Linked DNA regions of Mus musculus: region 2 is linked to region 1. A link is a contact called in public HiChIP or PLAC-seq data. All regions are on one chromosome and are shown on one strand. Each heading gives the region's core, a stretch centred on a gene start, on an enhancer-like site or on the middle of the called end of the contact. The rest is flanking DNA. Distances are from core to core; before and after follow the strand shown.

Evidence for each region. HiChIP or PLAC-seq counts read pairs in DNA pulled down with a chosen protein or histone mark.
Region 2: an H3K4me3 HiChIP or PLAC-seq map of embryonic stem cells shows a contact between it and region 1, with 3 times the contacts expected there. The contact joins the promoter of Reck here to the promoter of Rusc2 in region 1. A contact is called at or near these places in 2 of 115 datasets of contacts at active chromatin or transcription factors (embryonic stem cells and pancreatic cancer cells).

Annotation. Positions count from the first base shown.
Region 1 is chr4:43,404,245-43,409,138 of GRCm38.p6, reverse strand. Rusc2 (RUN and SH3 domain containing 2) reads right to left here and starts at 2,637. Exons shown (of 12, transcript NM_199057.3): 1 at 2,459-2,637.
Region 2 is chr4:43,872,513-43,877,406 of GRCm38.p6, reverse strand. It overlaps Reck (reversion-inducing-cysteine-rich protein with kazal motifs), which reads right to left and starts at 1,877. Exons shown (of 21, transcript NM_016678.2): 1 at 1,702-1,877. The coding sequence starts at 1,801.

The DNA of each region.
Region 1 (4,894 bases), core at 1,388-3,887:
TATGCATGGGAAATACAACAAAATATTCATAGTGCAGATCTCTGTTGAGCAATTCTGGATGATTTTCATTTTTTTTCTGTTTCATCTATAGATAATACATACCATGTACATAAATAATAGTTTTCTTTAAGTAGGGGGATTCTCTTTAAATACAATATTAGATTTCCCTCTAGGGTTCATAGATATATCCAGGCAAAACAGTCACATACATTTTTTTTTTTTATAAAGGGACCTGGAGACACAGCTCAGGGCCAGAGTTTTACAAATAAGTGAGCAAACAATAGAATTAATAATAAAAATTAGGAGCCCTAATTTTTGAACATTAAAAAAAAAAGGAATGAAATGGGAGCTAGGGAGGTGACCCCTATAACCCCAGCATCTGTAGGGTAGGGAGAAAGGTTAGGAGTTCAAGGCCAGTCTGAGCTACAGTCGGTTCAAACTAACCTGGGCTACTGAGTCTGACTCAAACAACACAAAGAGGAATGATGTAATAAGCCATTTGACTTTGCCTCAAACACTGCAGAAAACAAGCGAGAGTGCATCTAAGACTTCTTCCCTGGGAGTGAATGTAACACTGTGGCCATGGGTGAAGAGCACTCTGAGATGAATGAACTCAGTTCACACGTGTTGTTCCTAATTAAATGAAGAGAGGAGGAGGAAACTCCCATAAACGAAGACGAGCCTCCTACCTAAATCTAACTCTGTAGGTAGAGTAGTGGCTCAGCCAGCAGGAAGATGTGACATCTAGGTGCACAGATGCAGGGAATCTCCAATTCCATCTAAACATCCCCATATAGTCACAGGCATTTTCACTGCGTGGGCTTGCTTGCTTATATTTTTGAGACAGGGTCTCTCTGTATAGCCCTGGCTGACCTAGAACTGGCTCTGTAGCTGAGGCCGGCCTTGAACTCAGAGATCTGCCCGCCTCTGCCTCCTGAGTACTGAGATTAGAGGTGTGTGTGTCATCACACACGTTTAACACACGAGGAAACCAAGCTGCAGGTTATGGGTAGCTCACTCCCAATCACAGCTGAAATGGCTCCAAGCCTGGGCACGTCCCCTCTCGAGGGTGTCTACTACCACTCATTCTCAAGGGCTTGAGGCCAGTCCTCTCCCTCAAGTCCGGCCATCACCCTCACACAGCTGTTTCCTACTATTCCATGGTGCCCACTGCCGTGACCACTTATATAAGCTCTATCAACTAGTCTGAACCTGCGGCCCCTTTCGTCCCATGTTCTCACATTGGTCAATCCTGTTTCCTGCCCTTCAGGCCCCAGTTCTCAGGCTTCTGCCTCATCCTGGCCCATTCATGGTTCTCACGACACTTCCCCCTTGCTCCACTGTGCTGTTCACAGTTCTTGGCTTGCTGGGAACTAACCTACTCTCAGGACACTCCCGAAATGCCCAGTCACACATTGTAAAACTCCCGTCTAATCTCCAAGTTGACTACCGGGTGAATGGTGGAAACAGGGCTAAGGATCTGTCTGCCTACGGGCAAGACAACTCCAGAAGGCCGCTTCCTGTCTTTGTTCACCCAACAGCATCCCTCTGTTGGTCACAGTACCTAGTTGCTGCTTTTCTGGTTTCTTCAGAGCTAGCAGGGAGGGAGGCAAAGGCATTCATTGTTATACTTTAGTGATCTGACCTTGACCTGAGGTCCTTCGGAGAGCCTCTGTGGGGCTGACAGTCTTCTCTAGGGCAGGACGAAGGGAAGAGGGCGGTATGGTGGATCAGGGGGCATTGGTTTAGCTTGTGCTTTGGTCCCTTCCTGCTAGGAAGCTGCTCTGTAGAGCAGGGCTGAGTATAACATAAGAGGTCAGGTGCCTTCAGCATCCCTCTCTCCATACGCTGTAGGGCATTTGCATTCATTCTTACTGCAACCAATCCCAGAGCCTGGCAGCTTCTACAATGGATATGTCTGTGTGCATACAAGTATGCATGTGTGGGGAGGAAAAGCCACCCAACCTTCTGGATAAGAATGCATAGATTCCTGCATGGTTTTCAGCATAAACTTCCACGAGCTGTAGAAGGGTCTCCACCCATTCAGCCTTTGTGTCCAGATTTGAAAGCTGCAGCTACAGCAGCTTCATTAGAAATACCCAGATAGAAAGAAAGAAAGGAAGGAAGGAAGGAAGGAAGGAAGGAAGGAAGGAAGGAAGGAAGGAAGAGAAAAGGATCTTGTTTCTTGACCAAACAGCACAGATAGATAGCATCAGCCCAAGCCTCTTTCTTGCCCGGCCCATGCATGCATGCAGAGATGAGTTTGTCTCCGCTTGCTGTCACTCTCCCTTTCCGAAAGACAAAGCCACCCTTCAGAAGCCAGAGCCCAGATGCTGATGCTGATCCGGCCTCTGCCAGCAGTGACCTCCCACCCCCCACCCCAGAGCCATTCCTCTGCAAGGAGCCTCGAGCTGGACCTGGTGGCTCCCGTTCCTTTTGCACGCCCGTCGCGCCCTACCTCGACAATGGCAGCTGAATCACTGGTCCTCGAGATCGCACAAGGGGGACCGGGCTGATACCCTGAGATCTGATTTCTGTTAGTACAATGGCATCCCGAGCTAATGCAGGGAGGCTGCGCAATCTCAGCCTGTCTTCTTGCTGCTGCTGCTGCCACGGCGGCTGGGCTGCGGTGACGTTGCTACTAAGGGGAGGGATGGGGAGGGAAAGGAGCAGGCAAGCCCACAGTGCAGCCACTCAGTTCCAGGTCGGTCCCTTCGGCCTGTTAGTCTGGGGGAGGGGCGTAGAGAGAGAAGTCAGCCACAGGGGGCAGTAGGTGCTGGAAGACGGAGACTTTCCAGACAGCAGCATAAAAACCCAGGGAGAGCCGAGCCTAGCTTCTCCTGGGTCCTGAGTGTTGGAAGAAGTCTGGGCAGAGCCTGGGCGCTTCCTTCCTTCCTTCCTTCCCTTCTCAGGCCGCTCCTTTCCGACCTTGGCTAGAAGCACCCCCCCACACACACTCCTCCCACTCAGGCAGTGAATGACTGCGTGTTTCCCAGCTTTTTCTTTAGTTAGGTTTCCAGCTGGGTTAGGGTGGAGGGTCATCCTGGAAGGAGATTTTGGAAGCCCCACCCAGAGGCTACACTAAACAAAACAATATTCCCAGCGACAGATCAGCATTCCACCAGCTAAACAACACCGGCATTTTTCACAAGGCCCAATCTCAGTGCTGGGTTTCCAGGGTCCCTCTGCGTAGGCTTCTGAAGGAAGCCCCTGGGCCACAGGGGGCTTCTCTGAGCAGGTGGCTCTGATGCTCCAAGTCTGGGTGGCTGCAGGCCACCTCCCTAACCCAGGGTTCAGCTGGTCTCCCGGCTCTTCAGAGGGTCTAACAGTTTAAGCGGAGCTGAGCCTGTCACATCAGTTTTTGGTTCTTGCGGACTTGGGTTCGACCAGGGTTGTAAGGGAGTCGATTCCCTTTAACCAGGCAGAGAGTCTGGAAAGTTCCTTCTCCCACAGGAAGGCAGGCAAAGGAAAGGGACTGGGTTCTTAGAGCCTTCGCTTCAACTGTGGACCTTCTGAACTACCTGCCTCTTCCTCTCTCGAGTTCTGGGCCATTCTGTGAGGATAACCGCGCAGTAGCAGACCACACACGAGCCAGGTGTGTAAGTGGAATCTGTCGCTGCTCACTGATGCCACCCTCCAAAACAGCAGCTTTCAGGACAACCATGGCAGCACATGCCTCTAATCCCAGCACTTGGGAGGTAGAGGCAAGCAGATGTCTGTGAGTCGAAGGCCAGCCTGGTCTACATAGAGAACTCTAGGGTGGCCAGAACTACATAGAGAGACCCTGTCTCAAAAACTCCACAAAACAAAACAAAACCAACCAGCCAACCAGCCACCTTCCTGGTGAGCGCTGTGGTTCCCAATGAGTCATGCGCATTTATTTGGTTTTGCTCTGAACTGTTTCCTTTACTCCCCCAACTAAATTTCCAATTGAACTGAGGGCTTTATGTGTCCCAGGCAAGCTCTCCTCCCCTGAATATTTCTCCTCCATGGTTGGTTGAATCTGTGGGCCGTAGAACCCATGGTATGGTGGCTGACTATGCTATCTCCACTCTACCGGGAAGACTCTGGATTTCAGGTCTCAAGAAGCCTTGAGAGGCAGCGCTGGGGTTCCAGGTGCACGCCTTCACATTCATCTACTTCCGTTCTTGCATCTTCCCCGCGCTCCTGAGACCTGTGTGTTTCCTGACTTCATGCTGACCTGAGCTGAATTACAGAGGTCTAACCTTGACTCGCTTGAGGATCAACAGCCCCTGGTCCTACAAAGAAGCAAACAATGAAGAAGAGAAGCCGGAAAAGGGAGGAGCTTACAACCCTGAGCAGCCAGTAGCAGCCCTCTCAGCATGGCTGAAACGGTAGGTGTGGGGCGCTGGCCTTTTCTGGAGCTGATAGAGACTACTTCTGGGGCTTGCTGTAGGTTAAGCAGTGCCATTTGTGATCAAGAGCATGGAGTACTCACTACTTGATTCCCATGAGAACTTTGGGCCCAGGGTCTTTGTCCCGAAAATATCTGTGAGGCAGACGACCCCGAGCCTGCAGAGCTAGCGACACACACTCCATGATTCCTTTAGTTTAGCACACCACAGATCATGCTGTTACTTACTACCCAGCCCTACTGCATGCCTGGTGCCCAAGGAGCCAGGTGTAGTGACCCCAGCGTCTGTGACCCTAGCGTCTGGGAAGCTGAGGGGCATCTGCTTTCGCTGCGAGTTTGTGGTCAGTCTGGATTACATTGCAGGACCCTGTTTCAAAGAGGGACAGAAGTGAGGACTGTGTGTCGTCTCAGTATACCTTTGTCCCTGACCTTTCCCAATAAGGTCACTCTGCTGACCTTTCACCTCAAGGAACTTATCTGGAAATAAGGGAGGACTTCTGTTTATGTTATTCCATTCAG
Region 2 (4,894 bases), core at 628-3,127, 470 kb before region 1:
TTGTGGCAATATTCCTGCCTTAGCCTTCCAGGAATTGCAGGTGTAAACCACTACACCTGGCTTGTCCAAATACATCTAAGAGCTAACCTTTTGGTGTCTGCTATTCTACATGCTATACATGGATACCTCAGTTAATCCTCTTAGTAAAATCTTGAACCAGAAGTACCCAACCTTCTTAAAGCTCTGACCGTTTAACACACCTCATGTGGTGGTGACCCTCCCTCAACCATAAATGCTTTCTTTGCTACTTCATGACTTAAATTTTGCTACTGTTATGAATCATAATCATCTCTGGGTCTTTGATGGTCTTAGGTGACACCTGTGAAAGGATCATCGGACCTCCCAAAAGGGGTGGCGTCCCACAAGTTGAGAACCATAGATGTAGACGGTACCATATATAAGAATGTGGATATTAAAGTAAAAAAAAAGATTAAGGCTAAGTAACTTACTGAAGTTTTCCTAAAAGCCCTACTCCACAACAGTGGGATAAGAAGGGGGTAACTAGTATTCTTTAGACATCTTTGGACTAACTAGAACACAGAGAGATAAGCTGGATTAGTCAAGAATTCACAGTATTCTTTCGTCCCTTTTCTATTGGTTTCCTTACTAGTTTATAGTTAAATTTAGAATTCAAATAATTAACTAATCCCAGGTTCCTGTCACAATCTTCTTCAAATGCCTTCCTTTAAAATAAATAAATAAATAAATAAATAAAGCATCAACCAAAACTCCTTAATTTTAACTTCTCAGGCTTTCTTGAAAACTTCCTTGAGACTGGGTATGTTTTTCCCCTGAGTGCCTCTCCCTGTAAGCAACACACTCCTCCGTTACTTTTGTTATAAAAATTCCATTCATCTTTCGATGGCTAGTATAGGTAGACACTCGGTTTTTCTCATCTTCTAGGTGAATGTCAACGTTCCTCTGTGCACATGCAGCCCCACCCGCATCTCTCCTCTGAACCTGTCTGCCTGAATTCAAACTGCTTAGCGCTCCTGTCTTCCACCACCTATCAGCCTGAGGTGTCCCGGGAAGCACGAGTTCGTGTCACATCCGAACGCTGAGCAAGCGCAGGAAGGACAATCCTAAGCGGTCAAGCTTTCCATCCATCTCTGGTGCAACTGCTTTAACAGAGCCCTAGAACACACCTCTCTCCCGAAGCCAAGCCGCCACGGGGTGATTTATCGATGTGTAGTCAACCCCCACCCCACCTTACCCCATCCCCCAGCCGGGTCTCAGACCCACGGTGCACCCGCCAGGCAACCTTGTGGACCCTATCAAAGTTCACCGCCACTCAGGCCAAGTCAGTCAAATTAACAAGTGACAACAACTGACTGGGCAGCAGCAGGGGAGCTGCACCTACGTATCCCTTCCGCCCAGCGGTGCTATCCGGAGCCCAGGCACCTCCCTGTTTTCTGACAGGGACCCTGGCCAGGGACCAGGGTCCGGCAGGGCAAGGGGCCCCTGTCTGGGAGGTGACAGAACAAGGCCTCGAACCCCAGTCACCACCCCAGGGTTCGCAAGATCTTCAGGGAGAAGAAGACGAGGGCGGAGAGCGGCCTCCGGGTCGGGCTCCAGCCCGGCGTTCCTGACCGCCGCCCGCGGGTCTGGGGGCACGCGCACCCCGCCCCCGGCTCCGCGCCATCTTGGAGCGCTGAGGCACTCCTCAGGACCGCCCCGATCGTGGCTCCCGCGGCTACTCACCCGCGCTGCCCGGGGCCAGGCCCCCCGTCACCTCCGCGACCCCCGCCGCGGCCAGCAGAAGTAGCAGCGCGCTGCGCGGGGAGGCCCGGACGCTCGCCATGTCCGGGCCGGGTGGGTCCGAAGCCGCGGGATGCTCGGACCCAGCCTGGCCGTAGCAACCCCTGGCACCAGGCCCCGCCCCCGGCGCCTTGGCTCTCTGGTGATTGGCTGCGGCTCGCTGAAGCCCCGCCCCGGCCGCTCAGAGTTTTCAAAACCTCCCGGGGGGCGGCAGCGCGCCCTGGACCCTGGCTCTTTGTTATGGGCCAGCTGTGTGTCGCCTTCGGACTCGGGCTCCCGGGCTGCGGTCTTCAAACGGGAAGTCAGAGGCTGGAGACCCCTGTGGAATGCCTCTGTCCCGTGTCGGGGCACATAGGGGGTGGGGAGCCCGCAGCTCAGGGGCGACTGGCCTGCCGAGATCACTCTGCAGGTCCGTCTGATTTGCAAGGGCTAAGTCAAAGCTGAACTGTAGGGCGTGCACCCCTAGTTGAATCCTCCAGAACACTCTTACTATCCTGTCCAAAGGCTGCCTCGACCTAAAGAAGGCGTGTTACCTGGCCTCCCCTCAAAGCCAAAGGGCTCTGCTGAGGGCACGGATTCACAGGCTGGCTTCGCTGTTAATACCTATTGCACTCAGAGAAAGGGTCAGGGCAGCCTGTATGACTAGACTTAGAGAGCCTTGAAATTCAGAATTGGTTCGAGAGGATTTGGAGATGAATCTTTGAGCAGCTACTCCGGAGAATGTTCCAGAGGACCTAGGAATCAAAGCGAATTCATTGTGGAGAAACGCCCCCCACCCCCCACCCCCCCCTTTTTCCTGGCTACCTGGCCCTTGAACAGATAGCTCGTCCAGTTTAGAGACTTGCTGTTCAGAAGTGAAGCCAATTGCTTATTTCCAGATTCCTCTATTCAGGTCACTAACAGCAGCTTTCTCCTGCGACAGATGGTAACTATGACTGTAATGAAAAGAACAAAGTCTTGACACCCTCCTCGAGTCCAGATTGTACACTACTCCCGACTAGCCCCGTGTCTGTGGGTGAGGACATTTTTACTTCTGAGCCTCCCCCCCACCCCAACCCTCATGCTGGCCTTCTTGATAAGATTAATGAACGTATTGTGTTTATTTACTTATTTTGAAGACAGGATCTCATACAGCTCAGGCTGACCTTGAGTTTACAATGAAGCCAAGGCTGGCCCTGATTTCCTGATCAAGCGCACAGGAACCCAGTCTCATATTGTATTTAGAATGTCTCAGACAGTGCTTGACCCAGTGAATAATTGAGATATCTGAACTCAGGCCATGGGGCTAACTGGCTGAACGTATTTCCCACTCTGCCCCTACTACTTTGTGCTTCTTCAAAACAACAGACTTTCTTTATTAAAAACACTGAGGACAAGCCGGGCGTGGTGGTGCATGCCTTTAATCCCAGCACTTGGGAGGCAGAGGCAGGTGAATTTCTGAGTTCAAGGCCAGCCTGGTCTACAAAGTGAGTTCCAGGACAGTCAGGGCTATACAGAGAAACCCTGTCAACAAAACAAAACACCACTGAGGACTGTATTACATCGTTTCTGCCCCACCCTCTTCCCTTATCAACTAAGGCTTTACTTTCTGGAACAGTTCTAGGCTCATAGCCCAGCTGAATGGACGGTACTAAAACATAAAGTGCCCCTCATATGCACAGCCTCTCTTACAACCAATGTCCACCACCTGGCACCTTTGTGACAATGGGCGTGCCCGAGCTGACACGCGGAGTCACTATTGGGAATGTGCTGTGACAAATGTATAGCGTTTATCTACCACTCTTCCTTTTAACTTTATTTAAAGTGTAGCTGTCAGGAAAAGTGTGTGGTTCACCTTGGAGCTCATACTATATTTCTGCCCTACAATGCTGGTGTGATCACGTGTCACTTAAAACGATCGATGCTTAGAGATCAATATGGTGCTTTTAGATAGACTTAATCACCAACTATTGGTTGTTCTGAAGCTCTTATTTTTTCAAATCCTATTTTTACTGATGACTCTTAAATGCTTTAACCTTCCTTGTAACCCATCACCCACCAGAGGTATTGGAAAAGAAAGGATACAGAGGAAGTGGACCTGTTTAGAAAGGTTCTTTGGAGCAACTCCCGTCTGTGTTGTCTAGGAATCGGCAGTTGAGTTCACAGGTTAGCAGGCAGCAATAGCTTGATCCACTCACAAACACTTCACAGATACACCAGCAGTCCAGTTTGGTAGAGCTGTGTCGGCAATTGCAGTGATAAGACCTAGCAGGGACAGTTGGGCCACAGCCTCTGCTGGAGTCAGCAGGAGGGACCAACAGGAACACCAGGAGAAGCTCTCAGCTGTGCCTCTCTCAGGGAGCCCCACAAGCATTGCACAGCTAGCTGTACCAGCAAGCCAAGCTCTGTCTCTGTCACTCTGTGGAATCTTATTTATACCCTCCAAACATCCCGTGTCCTCCACGTGGCCTTGCCTCACCACGGGCCTTGGAAGCGGCAAGAAGCTGCAGCACAGCACCAGAAGTTTTTTGGTGCATTTCTATGACATCCCAGCAAATGCAGCTCAGCTATGCAATGTAAGGTGGACCAATGCATGCGTGCTGTTAGCAATGAATCCTTCACCACGTGTCCTTTCATGTGCTTGACTTAGCAGAGCATCGTCTCTCCTGTGTCTGCTTCTCCAGTCTGCCTTAGACTTTCACACCTGTAGCCACTTCAGCTAAACCTCGGAACCAGGGGCCTCACCCGGTTCCCTCAGCGATAAGCAGGTGCTGTACCTCTGAGCTATATCCCCAGGCCCCTCCACAAATCTTTCGGTTGATGGTTTTGTGGTGTACTTTCCTATGACTTGATCCCTCCTTTTTATTTCCTTTTGAGATAGAGTCTTCCTATGTAGCTCAGGCTGGCATCAAACTTGAAATCCTGTCTTAGCTTCCAAAGTGTCCCACTGCCTTATACTTTTTAAGTATCGACGTTCCCTTTGTGTCTTTGCATGTCTCTATACCCCTCCTAATAATATGTATGCTTTCTCTATTAATATTCTTTATATATATTTATATATAAAATATATTTCTATTTTTATTCTTTATATATAATATATATTATATATAAATAACATTTGTTATTTTTTATAATGGCTATTTAATGTCCTTGTTTG